3 separate regions of the Sus scrofa genome follow, and regions 2 and 3 are each linked to region 1. The links are chromatin contacts, called in public HiChIP or PLAC-seq maps. All regions are on one chromosome and are shown on one strand. Each heading gives the region's core, a stretch centred on a gene start, on an enhancer-like site or on the middle of the called end of the contact. The rest is flanking DNA. Distances are from core to core; before and after follow the strand shown.

The links. HiChIP or PLAC-seq counts read pairs in DNA pulled down with a chosen protein or histone mark.
Region 2: an H3K27ac HiChIP or PLAC-seq map of alveolar macrophages shows a contact between it and region 1. The contact joins two enhancer-like sites. A contact is called at or near these places in 5 of 47 Hi-C or Micro-C datasets (embryonic fibroblasts, liver, mesenteric adipose tissue and 2 more) and 1 of 2 datasets of contacts at active chromatin or transcription factors (alveolar macrophages).
Region 3: a contact with region 1 is called in an H3K27ac HiChIP or PLAC-seq map of alveolar macrophages. The contact joins two enhancer-like sites. A contact is called at or near these places in 1 of 5 promoter capture datasets (liver), 19 of 47 Hi-C or Micro-C datasets (alveolar macrophages, blood, brain and 11 more) and 2 of 2 datasets of contacts at active chromatin or transcription factors (alveolar macrophages and skeletal muscle).

What each region holds. Positions count from the first base shown.
Region 1 is chr7:39,346,612-39,351,215 of Sscrofa11.1, reverse strand. No RefSeq gene overlaps it. Among named protein-coding and RNA genes, the nearest start is that of SPATS1, 3.6 kb to the left of the region's middle. Within about 2 kb of position 2,170, at least 22 of the 83 cell types and tissues checked have an H3K27ac peak or open chromatin away from gene starts, as enhancers often do. A contact at or near this core is called in alveolar macrophages, where this site is marked.
Region 2 is chr7:39,159,979-39,164,375 of Sscrofa11.1, reverse strand. TMEM63B (CSC1-like protein 2) reads right to left here. Exons shown (of 24, transcript XM_005666056.3): 18 at 4,201-4,266; 19 at 2,873-3,035; 20 at 2,114-2,219; 21 at 992-1,159; 22 at 645-760; 23 at 397-477; 24 at 1-72. Among named protein-coding and RNA genes, the nearest start is that of CAPN11, 6.8 kb to the left of the region's middle. Within about 2 kb of position 2,860, at least 4 of the 83 cell types and tissues checked have an H3K27ac peak or open chromatin away from gene starts, as enhancers often do. A contact at or near this core is called in alveolar macrophages, where this site is marked.
Region 3 is chr7:39,090,682-39,094,778 of Sscrofa11.1, reverse strand. No RefSeq gene overlaps it. Among named protein-coding and RNA genes, the nearest start is that of TMEM63B, 45 kb to the left of the region's middle. Within about 2 kb of position 1,703, at least 1 of the 83 cell types and tissues checked has an H3K27ac peak or open chromatin away from gene starts, as enhancers often do. A contact at or near this core is called in alveolar macrophages, where this site is marked.

The DNA.
Region 1 (4,604 bases), core at 921-3,420:
GGCATGGGGGGGGGGTCTTGTTTTAACCATTTAGAATATATAGCCTCAGAGGTCCTGTTGTGGCTCAGTGGAAATGAATCCGACCAGAATCCATGAGGATGCAGGTTCGATCCCTGGCCTCCCTCAGTGGGTTAAGGATCCAGCGTTGCCATGAGCTGTGGTGTTACGTCACAGATGCGGCTCGGATTGGCACTGCTGTGGCTGTGGTGTAGGCTGGGGACTACAGGTCCAATTCTACACCTAGCTTAGGAACCTCCATATGCTGCAGGTGCGGCCCTAAAAAAACAAAAAATAAAAAATAAATAAATTTAAATTTAATTTAAAAACTAAAAAATACAACCTGCCACACCACTACTAATATTTAGGTGCTGTTTCCTATCTGTTCTCTTTCTATGCACATATATGTTAACATAAGTGGAACTACATATATAATTTTTTAGGAGTTCGCATTATAGAGTTCCCATTGTGGCTCCATGATAACAAACCCAACTAGTATCCATGAGGATGTGGGTTCAATCCCTGGCCTCAGTGCTAAGTGGGTCAGGGATCTGGTGTTGCTGTGGCTGTTGGGTAGGCCAGCAGCTACAACTCTGATTCGACCCCTGGCCTGGGAACTTCCACATGCTGCAGGTGTGATATTGATATTAATAACAATAATGATAAAGAGCACCACTGCATGCAAAGCCACCACCATCTTGCAAGAAAGGCTTCCCAAGTGTTCTCTCACTGGCCACTCCTCCCGTGATGGCTCTCCCCAGATCAAGCCTGGCCTGGAGATCACCACGGACCTGCCTGGGAGCAGAGGGTTGACACAGGGAGTGGGGCCCCTCCTGGGCCCCTTAAATCAGCTTGACCTTCTCTCAGCTATAAGGCCCTCCCTGCCATTCTACGGGGATCTGGGATCCTGCTGGGCCATGAGCCTGGGTCTCAGTGAGCGGGGTGAACTCTGGTGCCATCGCTGGCCCACATAGGGTTTATGTGCCTAAGTCTAGGTCTGGTTTGTTGGTGGTGGTGGGTTTTTTATTTGTTTGTTTTTGTCTTTTTAGGGCCCAACCCTCGGCATATTGGAAGTTCCCAGGCTAGGGGTTGAATCAGAGCTACAACTGCCAGCCTATGCCACAGCCACAGCAACACCAGATCCAAGCTGCATCTGTGACCTACACCACAGCTCTTAGCAATACTGGATCCTTAACCTGCTGAGCCACAACAGGAACTTCTATTGCTTTTTTTTTTTTTTTTTTAATCACTGTTTTTGTGAGTCACAAGGGGCTGCCTGTGATTCAGCCTAATCATAAAAGGCAAACACTCCTAGCAGGTTCCATGGTGAGGTCAGAGGGGGAGGGGAGCTGGATCTTAGCCCCACCGTTGCTCTCAGCCCTGTGGAATCCTACTCTGAGTTCACTGACTGGGGGCTCAGCTTTGGGAAGGGACTCCGCTCACAGAGTGGTGGGAGCAGGTGGACCTGGCACATGTGGCAGGCATTGGATCGAGAGGGTCTGTTCTGGTTCTTGGTTGGCTTGCTGCCACCGCAGGCCCTTTAGAGCAAAGGGTGAGGCAGCGATAAGAACTGCCCAGGGGTTGGAGGAAACCAGACACCAGACGAGGAGTGATATCAAATAAACTCTACCCTGTTCCTTTTGGGTCTTGGTGGAACATAGGCGAGAAGTTTGAGCCTAGAAGGATGGCATTGTTTGATAGCTGAGCAATCAAGGATGTGGGTAAAAAGCCCTTGTGTCGGGTAAACCTTGAGAATTTCAAGCTAAATTGGGGTGTGGGGGCCTTTTCTTTTTCTTTTTCTTTTTCTTTTTTTTTTTTTTTAGGGCCGCATCTGCAGCACATGGAAGTTCCTTGGCTAGGGGTCTAATTGAAGGTACAGCTGCCAGCCTGCACCATAGCTCACCGCAACCCGGGCTTCCTAACCCACTGAGCAAGGCCAGGGATGGAACCCACATCCTCATAGATACTAATCGTGCTAATTACCTCGGAGCCACAGTGGGAACTTCCTGGGGGAGGGGTCTTAAACATTACCCCCCCCCAGCCGCCGCCCAGTTCCACGCAAACTGCGCACAGGTGGGAGCCTCTCTTTTTCAATGTCAAGAAAGTCACCAGGAACCTGCACCTGACATGCCTAACCCATAAATGCGCACCAGAGGGCAGTATAAACCAAGACATGGGAAACAAAATGTGGCGGGCGATTACTGCTGCCTTCAGGCTGAGACGTCTAAGGGCCTCATACAAAGAGGGCGCTGGGGCTATGGGCATTGAGTGGACTACAGATGCACCGCCGTTTTGAAATCCTTCATTGGTAGGCAGAGGGGCAAAGATGGATGAGAGGGAGCCTTAGTACCTTAGAACCCACTATTACCACCAGTCCCAAATCCTCAAAGGGCCTCCACATCAGCTCAGTTCAGGAAAGAGTTACCAAGAACCTCTTATGTGCTAGGTGCTGTTCCAGGGATTCCATACGCAGTAACACCTAGTCCCTTCCCCAGTAGAGCACCTATAATAGGTCAATGTCTTTACATTCATTATCGTTATTTAATTCTTATGACAGTAAAGTGCTGTAAGAAGAATCATCCCGGGTGTTCCCTTCATGGCTCAGTGGCAACGAACCTGACTAGTATCCATGAGGATGTGGGTTTGATCCCTGGCCTCACTCAGTGGGTTAAGGATCCGGCATTGGCGTGAGCTGTGGTGTAGGTCAAAGACATGGCTTGGATCCCATGTTGCTGTGGCTGTGACCTAGACCAGTAGCTACAACTCTGATTCAACCCCTAGCCTGGGAACTTTCATATGCTGCAGGTGTGGCCCTAAAAAACAAAAACAAAGAATCATTCCTGGTTTACAGATGATGAAAAACAGACTCAGAGAAGTAAAGTACTAACCATTAGTAACTGGCAAAGTTGGAGTTTAACACCAGTCTCTTGGAGTTCCCATCATGACTCAGCGAAAATGAATCTGACTAGTATCCATGAGGATGCAGGTTCCCTGGCCTTGGTGGTTTAAGGATCCAGTGCTGCCACCAGCTGTGGTGTAGGTCGCAGATGTGGCTCAGATCCCGCGTTGTTGTAGCTGTGGTATAGGCCAGCAGCTGCAGTTCCAATTCAACCCCTAGCCTGGGAACTTCCATGTGCCATGGGTGAGACCCTAAAAAAAGTCTTTCTAGATTCAGAGCTGGGGCCCTCACCCCTGTGAGTCTTGTTAGCACGTGCTCTTGGTAAGGAGATCCCTTTATGATCTTAGTACCAGCTGGGCTGGCTCCATTCTCTTCACAGGCGGCCACACTGCCCAGGAAAGGCCCAGGTGTCCCCCGAAGCTCTTGGCTTGGATTTCAGAGTAGCATTGTTTTTAAATGCCTAAGATTCTTTTTTTTTTTACCTTTTAGGGCCTCACCTGTGGCATATATGGAAAGTCCCAAGCTAGGGGTCAAATTGGAGCTGTAGCAGCTGGCCTACACCACAGCTACAGCAATGTGGGATCCGAGCCACATCTGCAACTTACACCATAGCTCACAGCAATGCCAGATGCTTAACCCACTGAGCAAAGCCAGGGAATGAACCTGCATTCTCATGGATTCTAGTCAGATTTGTTTCCACTGTGCCATGAAGGGAACTCCCCTAAGATTTTAAAATATATTTAACATGAAGTTTGCATTGTGGTTCAGTGGGTTAAGAACCTGACATATTGTCCATGAGGATATGGGTTCCACCCCTGACTTCGCTCAGTGGGTTAAGGATCCAGTGTTGCCACAAGCTGCAGCTTAGGTCACAGTTGAAACTTGAGTCCAGCTTTGCTGTGGCGGTGGTATAGGCCAGCAGCTGCAGCTCTGATTCAACCCCTAGCCTGGGAAATTCCATGCCGCATGTGCAGCCCTAAAAAAGAGAAAGATAGATAGTAGATTAAAATTTTTAAAATATATATATTTCGAGTTCCTGTTGTGGCTCAGCAGATTAAGAACCCGACATAGTGTCCTTGAGGATAAGGGGTCAATCCCTGGTCTTGCTCAGTGGGGTAAGCATCCGGTGTTGCTGCAGGATGTGGCATAGGTTACAGATTTGCCTCCGATCTGGTGTAGCTGTGGCTATGGCATAGGCTGGTGGCTGCAGCTCTGATTCGACCCTTAGCCCCAGGAACTTCCATATGACACAGGTGTGGCTCTAAAAATGAGGGGAAAAAATTGTTAAAATTTTAACAATTTTTTTTTTGTCTTTGTTCTTTTTAGGGCCTCACCTGTGGCATATGGAGATTCCCAGGCTAGGGGTCTAATTGGAGCTGTAGCCGCTGGCCTATACCACAGCCACAGCAACCTGGGATCCGAGCCTCGTCTTCGACCTACACCACAGCTCACGGCCTCCCTGGATCCTTAACCCATTGAGCAAAGCCAGGGATCAAACCTGCAACGTCTTGGTTCCTAGTCAGATTTGTTTCTGCTGTGCCACGACGGGAACTCCTAATTGTTAAGATTCTTTAATAAAATATATTTAGCCTATACAATACATTAAACACAGAGTAAGAATGCTGGCATAAAAAGCACAATGCCTGTTGTCTGTAGATTAGGAAGGGGCTGTGTTTGGGCACATGAGCGTGCGTGCGCGCGCGCACAC
Region 2 (4,397 bases), core at 1,611-4,110, 190 kb after region 1:
CTCGTCCCCCGAGCTCCCAGGACCCCCATCCCCGTCCACTTCTGAGTCCTGCAGCACCTGAGCGATGTATTTCTGAAGGGAGAGAGGGGTGTGGGTGCTGGGGACTCTCAGGGCCTGTGGGGGAAGGGGCAGTGACCCTTTCCCTGGGGAGAGGTGGATGGGCCCCCACCCCGAGAGGCTGGACCTCTTCCTGCCCCTGCTCCCCGCCACCCCCGGGGTCTGGAACAGGCTTCCTCTTCTGCACCACTAACGGGTCCTCCAGCTTTGGGGCTGGGTCTCTGCCGGAGGACCCTGGCCAGGCGTCCAGGGCAGGAGCACAAAATCGGACAACTGCCTCCGGGTAAATGTCTCAGATAAAGCTGTGAGCCCTCCTTGGCCACGGAGCAGGGTACTCACCGCAGATTTGGGGACAGCGGCAGAACTGGGGGGGCGTCCGTTGCTCCTGGGGTCCACGGTGTCTGTCTCCGTGTGCTCGATCTTGAGGGGCCCGGAGTGAGTCAGGGGTCATGGGGGACGGGGGCGGGGGATGCCCATACCTTTGGCTCCCTCTTGGCACCTCTGCTGCCCAACCCTCTGCTCCCAACCACTCCCCTGCCCCCCTCCCCGCCCCCCCCGAGCCACCCCCCTGCCCCCCGGCCCCACACCTTGTAGTTGTGGGCACTGAGGTATTTGAAGTGTCCGAAGCAGACGTGGCAGAGACAGATGACAATGGTGATGACCAGGACCACAAATGTGAACATGGACGTGGGGGCCAGAAACCCTGGTGCGGGGGGCAGAGAATGGGCTGCTGCTCCTCCTCTGGACCCCCTTCCCAGGGGCTTCTGTGCCCTTCTGAATACAGACCCGCGCTCCCATGTGCTGTGGCCGCTCCCAGGCCCCTTGCCTGTGACCCCCGGCCCTCGTGGCCTCCCGGACATGGGTGGGAGTCTCCTCTGCACCCCTGCCCCCATCCCTGCCCCCGCTGGGTCCCCAAGGTGGGGGTGGCCCTCACCGGTGCGCATGGTGGAGAAGAAGAGCAGCCAGAAGAGGCAGAGGATGGGCGCGGCCACCACCTGGTTCACGGCCCCCGAGTGGATCTTCTTGTCCAGCTTGGCCGGCAGGTAGGCGTAGTAGAGATTGTACCTGTCTACCAGGTGCTTCAGCAGCATGTACATGAGCCCTGGGGGAAGCCACATGGGCCCTGACCTTGGAACTGGCGTGGCCGGACCTCTGCGTGTCTGTCACGGGTTGTCCTGGGCCTTCTGAGGTTGCCCAAGGGCTGGCCTCCCCTTCCTCTGCCCCAGTCCCAGGAGAGGATAAAGCCCTGAGCCCCTCGCCCCGCGCCCCTTGCAGGACCACAGAACCTCAGCTTCCTCCGCCTCAAGCCCTTCACTCTGCAGCCCCTCACTGGGAATGCTACTAGTCCAGATCCATCTGTTTGGCTCAGCAAGCATCCTCTTAAAACCTGTATCATTTTTCCTCTCCCTGCCCCGAAACAGATGAGTATATATTAGGTGGTAAGTTCTATTTTCCTGGAGGCCAAGGGAATGGGACATTTCAAAGGGGGATGAGGCAGTTGGTTTGGGAGTTTGGAGCCTCTGAAAACCAGGGAGGGTGGTGAAGGGTTAGGAATATTGGAGGCGGGAAGGGAGAGACCGCGGGTGGAGGTTGTAATGGAGATGATGACGAGAAGCTGTTAACGTTCCTCAAAAAGAAGAGGGACTTGCCCGGGTCACACAGTTCAGTTAACGCGGGATATGTCCATGAAAGCCCACCCTGGCATCCAAAGCTCTTTCCTGAATGTGCAGGGCTGTGTAGGAGTGTGTGTGCAGACACCTCAGGGGGTCTGTGATGCGTGTCCAAGGCCACGCGCGTGAGTGAAGGCACGGGCTGTGAGCGAGTGTGGCCGTGCGGAGCCCAGCACGCCAGCTGAGTCCAGCCTGAGCTGGGATGGCTTTTTCCCTCCTCCCCGCAGGCTGGGCCCCAGACTGAACCAGGGACCAGGTGGGAGGCCCGAGGGGCCGGTCTCCCAGCCGGGGCCCTGTCCACTCAGTGGCCTGCCTCGCTAAAGTGGAGTGGGAGAGGTCCTGGGTCCCCCCGAGCAGGGCCCAGGTCCCGGCGCGGCGGTGCCTACCGAAGGGCACGATGATGGGGCAGGTGATACTGTAGGTCATGACCACCGTGAAGACGCACATCATCCAGGCGTAGGCTGCGCCAAACTGGAACTCGTAGGCCTGATGCTGGGGGGGAGATGGGCACGAGGGTGGCTCAGGGAGGGGAGGGGTGGGGTGGGGCGGGCTGGAGGGGCTCAGGGCAGGTGGGAAGAGGAAGGGGGGCCAGGAACCCTGGGGCCACGAAAGAAGCCATGGGAAAAAGAACCCACTGTTCAGGGTAGGGCAGGGAAGGGGCCAGGAAAGAAGCCACGGGGAGGAGGAACCCACTGTCCAGGGTAGGGGAGCACAGGGCAAAGCCGATGGAGAGAGGGGCTGTGCTGAGACAGAGGTCAGGGTGGGTACAATGGCAGGGCCTAGGGAGGGGCCTTGGAGAGGTCAAGGCCTGGCAGGTGGGTGGGCCCAGGAAGGGAATGTCCAGAGCCCTCCTGTGGGGTTAGGGCAGAGGAGCCCTAAGTCTAGACCCAGACCTCCCCCAACCCCATCACAGACTCTGAACTGGCAGGGGCCTTCAGGATTAGCTATGTTGACCCACTGCTGTACACATGGGAAACCTGAGGCCCCAGATGGGAAGGAGACAACCCAGGGCCACGGACCTCAACTTCCCAAGACCCAGCACCTCTGTGCCCCGCCCCTCCCCACTCTAGCACGGCTGCCGCTGTTTCTCGTTGATCCCACCAGGGAGCGCTGTGCGGGCCGCGGCTGCCCCCGGGCGGCCGTACCCGCTTCACGTTGCGCCTCTCTGCGGCCGAGCGCGCCAGGCAGAGCCGGATCATGTACATGAGCAGGCCCGGGATGCGCAGCAGGTCCATGGCGTTGCCGATAAAAGCGGAGGCAATGACGTAGTTGACGAAGAAGGCGCCGTTGTCTGGCAGGAACACGCACCTGCGGGCACCAGGTGCTCCAGCTCTGCACCCTTGGGGGACCAGGTGGCCCCTTGCCCATTGCCAGCGCCCCCAACGATGCCTTCTTCCACATGGACCCTCCAGCTCAGCTCTCAAAGCTCCTGCATCCTAGTGCCCCTTGAGTGTGAACCCCAGAGGCCACACTGGAGTTCTACAGATGGCTCCAAAGTTAATCCCTGACACCCCCCCTCAGTGTGAGTGCACCCAGGGGCACCCCTAGAACCTGTGCCCCTAAGGACCCTGGAGAGAGTGCTGGAGACCCCTAAGGGTACGAGCATTCCGGGCATGACTGCCAGGGATCTCCATAGCCAGCCAGCGCCCCTCACCGAGACCCAAGAGTATGAGCCCCAGGAATACCCAGAAGGCACCCTGCCTTAGACCTTAACTTAACCCAGAGTATGAGCCTCAGACACCCCCAATTCAAGCTCCAGAGACCCTCCTCCAGAGATCTTCAGAGGGAGGAGCCCAGGGATCTTTGTCACTACTTATGACACCCCACGAGTTAGCCCAAGATTACTACAGATAGAGCAAGACCCCCTGGAGCCTGTGCCCACAGCCACCGTATGTGCCCACCCAAACCCCCCACAGGGCTTCCCAGGGAAGGTGTCCCATGCAAAACCGCACAGTCACACCTCTGGGTAATAGTCCAAGACCTCAGAGGTGTTCCCAGAACCTGTGCCCAGGAACACCCCAGAGTGTGAGCCCAGAGTCCCCTACAGGCACTCAGCTGTGAGCCCAAGAGCCTTCTGTCGAAGCTCAGGGGTGTGGACTCCAGAGACCTTCAGGGATGCCTCCAGGACTGCCCACGTCACCCTGCAGCGTGACCAAGATCCCACAGCAGACCTCTCCCCCAGTGAAGTTCGGGGCTCCCACGGTTAGCACTGGGATACAAGCCCCCAAGTGCCCCAAAGCCCTCAATACACCTGGAGGGTGACCTCAGAACCTGGAGAGGTTCCCAACACAGACCCCGGAACATCCCATGTATACACCAGACACAGCCCACAGGGGCGGCCTTAGGGATGGCCCCACCCAACCTGGATGTAAGGCCCCCCCCACTACAGGGGTGGGAGCTCTGCTGCACCCCCCATGGAGGGTACCCCATGCTCGCCATCTGGTCTCCTTCCCTGGGGACCCTGGTCACTCACTCAAACCGAATAGCTGCCTCGGCCAAGAATTTCTTGTCAAAAAGCCAGCGGAAGAAGAGGTCCAGGCTGGAGAGGAGAGGAGACGGGAGGTGTGGGGGGCTGGAATGGCCCAGAATACCAGGAGAGGGGGAGCTCCATTCACGAGCTCTGGGGATGTGCCCCCCAGGCATGGGACCCCTGCCTCTGCAGGGAAGGAG
Region 3 (4,097 bases), core at 454-2,953, 260 kb after region 1:
GAAGGAAAAAAAGAGGAGGTCCTGGAAACGAATCTGACTAGGAACCATGAGGTTTCGGGTTCGATCCCTGGCCTCGCTCAGTGGGTTAAGGATCCGGTATGGCCATGAGCTGGGGTGTAGGTTGCAGATGCGGCTCAGATCCAGTGTTGCTGTGGATGTGGTGTAGGCCAGAAGCTGAGGCTCTGATTTGACCCCTATCCTGGGAACTCCCATATGCCATGGGTGTGGCCCTAAAAAAAGAAAAAATAAGTTAAAGAAAAAGAAGGAAAAAAGGGAATTCAAGGCCACCTCTCCGATAGTGTCGCCTCTGCTCACTTGTTTCCACTCTGTTTTCCTGAGGAAGAGACACATGGAGGTCCCACCCCAGGCCAGTGCTGGCTGCCCCGCCCATGAACGTGGGTGCAAACTGGGTGCCAGCTCTGCCTTGCCTGGACTCCCCACCATCTGAATTCCCAGGAGGCCGACGGGGGCAGGTGCCCCAGGCTCCCATGGGTGAAGGAGACATGGCCTGTGCCCCTTTGTGATCGAGTCCTTCCTCCTCTGTATCAACAACCACCAGACCCCCGAGAGCTCAGATGCACCAGCTCAGAAGAAGCCAGGCTTTCGCTCTCTGAGTGTGTGCTGGGGTGATTGAGAGTTCAGACTCCAAGCAGACAGTGTGGGATCAAATCCTAGCTCTGCTGTTTACAAACTGAGTGGCTTTGGGAAAGTTACTCATCCGCTCAGTGCTCAGTTTTCTCATCTGTAAAGTGGGGGCAATAATAATATAGACCTCTTAGGATTGTTGTAAGAATTAAATGGGATATGGAGTTCCCGTCGTGGCACAGTGGAAACGAGTCCGACTAGGAACCATGAGGTTTCGGGTTCGACCCCTGGCCTTGCTCAGTGGGTTAAGGATCCGGCGTTGCTGTGAGCTGTGGTGTAGGTTGCAGACAGCTTGGATCCCGAGTTGCTGTGGCTGTGGCGTAGGCCAGCAGCTGTGGCTCCTATTGGACCCCTAGCCTGGGAACCTCTATATGCCACGGGTGAGGCCCTAAAAAGCAAAAAAAAAAAAAAAAAAAAAAAAGAATTATATGGGATAATATACACAAGGTGAGTAGAACGTTGCCTTGTATGCAGTGGAAACTATGTGGGTGTTGGCTATTATTGTTACTATTATTATTTCTGCTGTGAAGGGAGACTCTGGACCCAGCTAAGACGCTTGGCTTAGGAGTCACCCAGCAGCCTCAGATAGAGGCCTTAGTCTGGACGCACTCTCCCAGACAGATGTCCCTGGACCCCTTTGTGCTCCTGGGGGGCAGGATAAAGGCTTCTGTCTCCCTCTTTCCCCAGCCCTCCCTCCCCTGGCTTGCATCTTGCCCCTGCAGGGTTCCTGGTGCTCCCCTGAGTCAGAGGCTCCAGGAGTGGGCCTGGGGGCTGGAGGGGATGGTCCCAGGGTCACCACCCTTGACTCCGAATGAGGACACTGGGTCTGACAGTATGAAAGCCTTAAGGTGCAGGGGAGGTGGGGGAAGGAATGGCAATTGGCTCTGTGTCCTGCACCTGCGAATGAACCAGCTTGGCCCTTACCTGGGTGTGTGACCCTGGCCAGCTCTCTCCCCTGGCCCTGGTGACAGAGTGAGCATTTATGAAACACTGCCTTGTTTAATCCTCTGCCCCACCCCTGACCCTGTGATTCTGGTCGTCACTGTACAGATATTGAGGCAGAGGCAGGAAGAGGTGAGTAAGCACACTAAGAACAGAAACTCGGGGAGTTCCCGTCATGGCTCAGTGATTAACGAACCCGGCTAGTCTCCATGAGGACACAGGTTTGATCCCTGGCTTTGCTCAGTGGGTTAGGGATCTGGCGTTGCTCTGAGCTGTGGTGTAGGCCAGCAGCTACAGCTCCCATTCAACCCCTAGCCTGGGAACCTCCATATGCTGCAGGGTGTGGCCCTAAAAATACAAAAAGCCAAAAAAAAAAAAAAAAAAAAAAAAAAAAAAGAGGAACGGAGACTCAGTTTGGGCAGGGATGGGCCAGTGGAGATTTCTCCCCACTGAAAATAGCTGGACTTGCTGGGTATTGTCTCTGTTCTAGGCAGGTGCTGTTAAGATGAGAAATCAAGGAGTTCCCATCGTGGCTCAGTGGTTAATGAATCTGACTAGGAACATGAGGTTGCAGGTTTGATCCCTGGCCTTGCTCAGTGGGTTAAGGATCCGGTGTTACTGTGTGCAGACGCAGCTTGGATCCCGCGTTGCTGTGGCTCTGGTGTAGGCCAGTGGCTACAGCTCCGATGAGAACCCTAGCCTGGGAACCTCCGTATGCCACGGGAGTGGCCTAAGGAATGGCAAAAAGATGGAAAAAAAAAAAAAAGATGAGAAATTAAGGGCTACATACAGGTAGAACTGGATCCAGATCCAGGTTTGTTTAGATGTGTTTCTGGTGTCTGACCTTGGGCTTCAGCGACAAGGACCAGTTCCAGGGGCTCAGTTCTTGGTGCTAGGACCATGTTTGTCGCACATGGGGCCCCCAGCTGGGGTCCAGGGGGAGCTAAGGAGATGCAGGGAGGCCTTGGCACACAGAGGGCAGAGGGCTGTTGTCTCCCCCATCAGACTGGGGGCTCCCTGAGGTCAGGTGCTAGTCTCCTCATGTGAGAGACTTTCTTCCTGGGAACTTTCTCCTTTTACTTTCAAATATACAAATACATAGAGAAAAAGGCATAATGAACCCATTCCCAGGCTTGTGGCCAACCTCCCACCCCCTCTCCCTCTCAGATTATTTTCTGAAGCACATCTTAAACATCACAGAGTCTCACACACATTTCTGAATGTGTCTAAAGACAAGGACTCTCCTTAAGGAAAAGAGAGAAAACTCATTAATTACGGAGATTTTTTTTCTTTTTAGGGCTGAACCTGCAGCATATGAAAATTCCCAGGCTAGGGGTCAAATACTCTTGGCAATACTGGATCCTTAACCCACGGAGTGATGCCGGGGATCGAACCTGCATCTTCATGGACACTGATCAGGTTTGTTACCGCTGAGCTGCGAGGGGAACTCCAATTATGGAGACCTTTTTTTTTTGGTCTTTTTTTTTAGGCGGCACCTGCGGCATATGGAGGTTCCCAGGCTAGGGGTCTAATCAGACCTACAGCTGCCGGCCTATGCCACAGCCACAGCAACACCACATCCAAGCCGCATCTGTGACCCACACCACAGCTCGTGGCAACGCCAGGTCCTTAGCACACTGAGTGAGGCCAGGGATCGAACCCGCAATCTCATGGTTCCTAGACGGATTGTTTCCACTGCGCCATGACAGGAACTCCAATTATGGAGATATTTTTAAAAGCCTGCTTCTCCTCTCCTCCTCGCGTCCAGTTCAGATGTGCCCCGTGGCTGCAGTTAGAGGTTCCTTCCACTTCCATTTCCAGGGCACGAAAGTAGGGCGAGCTGGGGAGCACGCCAGGTGTGTAGGACACTGACGCAGGAGAGCATCCCCCCTTGAGCTCCTGGCCCCAACTATGTGTCCCCTTCATGGACCTCAGGTCCAGAGTTAGTATCACTCTGTCATGGCAAGGGTGTGGGGACACAGTCTCTCTGCCTCACTGGCCTTTTATTTTTTTGGTCTATTTGTCCTTTTAGGCCACACCTGCGGCATATGGAGGTTCCCAGGCTAGGGGTCGGTCTAATCAGAACAGTTGCTGCCAGCCTACACCACAGCCACAGCAACGCCGGATCCTTAACCCACCAAGTGAGGCCAGGGAACCCACATCCTCATGGATACTAGTCAGATTCATAAGCTGCTGAGCCACAATGGGAACTCCACTCAGCACGGTTTTAAAAGTTTAGCCTCGTTGTTTCCAGATGCCCCATTGTAACCCACAACGTGCAGCCCCACAACTTTCTGCCCACCTGGACCCTGAACAAGTTGCCATGACGACTCCTATCTGCCAGGTCGGGATGGGGCTGAGATGCCCAGGATGTAATCAGGACAGGAGCTGCTAGACCCTAGGACAGGCTTGTATTGCATTTGACTAAGCGTGGCCCAGCCCCATGGACAGAGCAGAGGGGTCCTGGGTCCCCACCTGCTGTCCAGGCTGGGCTTCCTCACTTTGCCCGT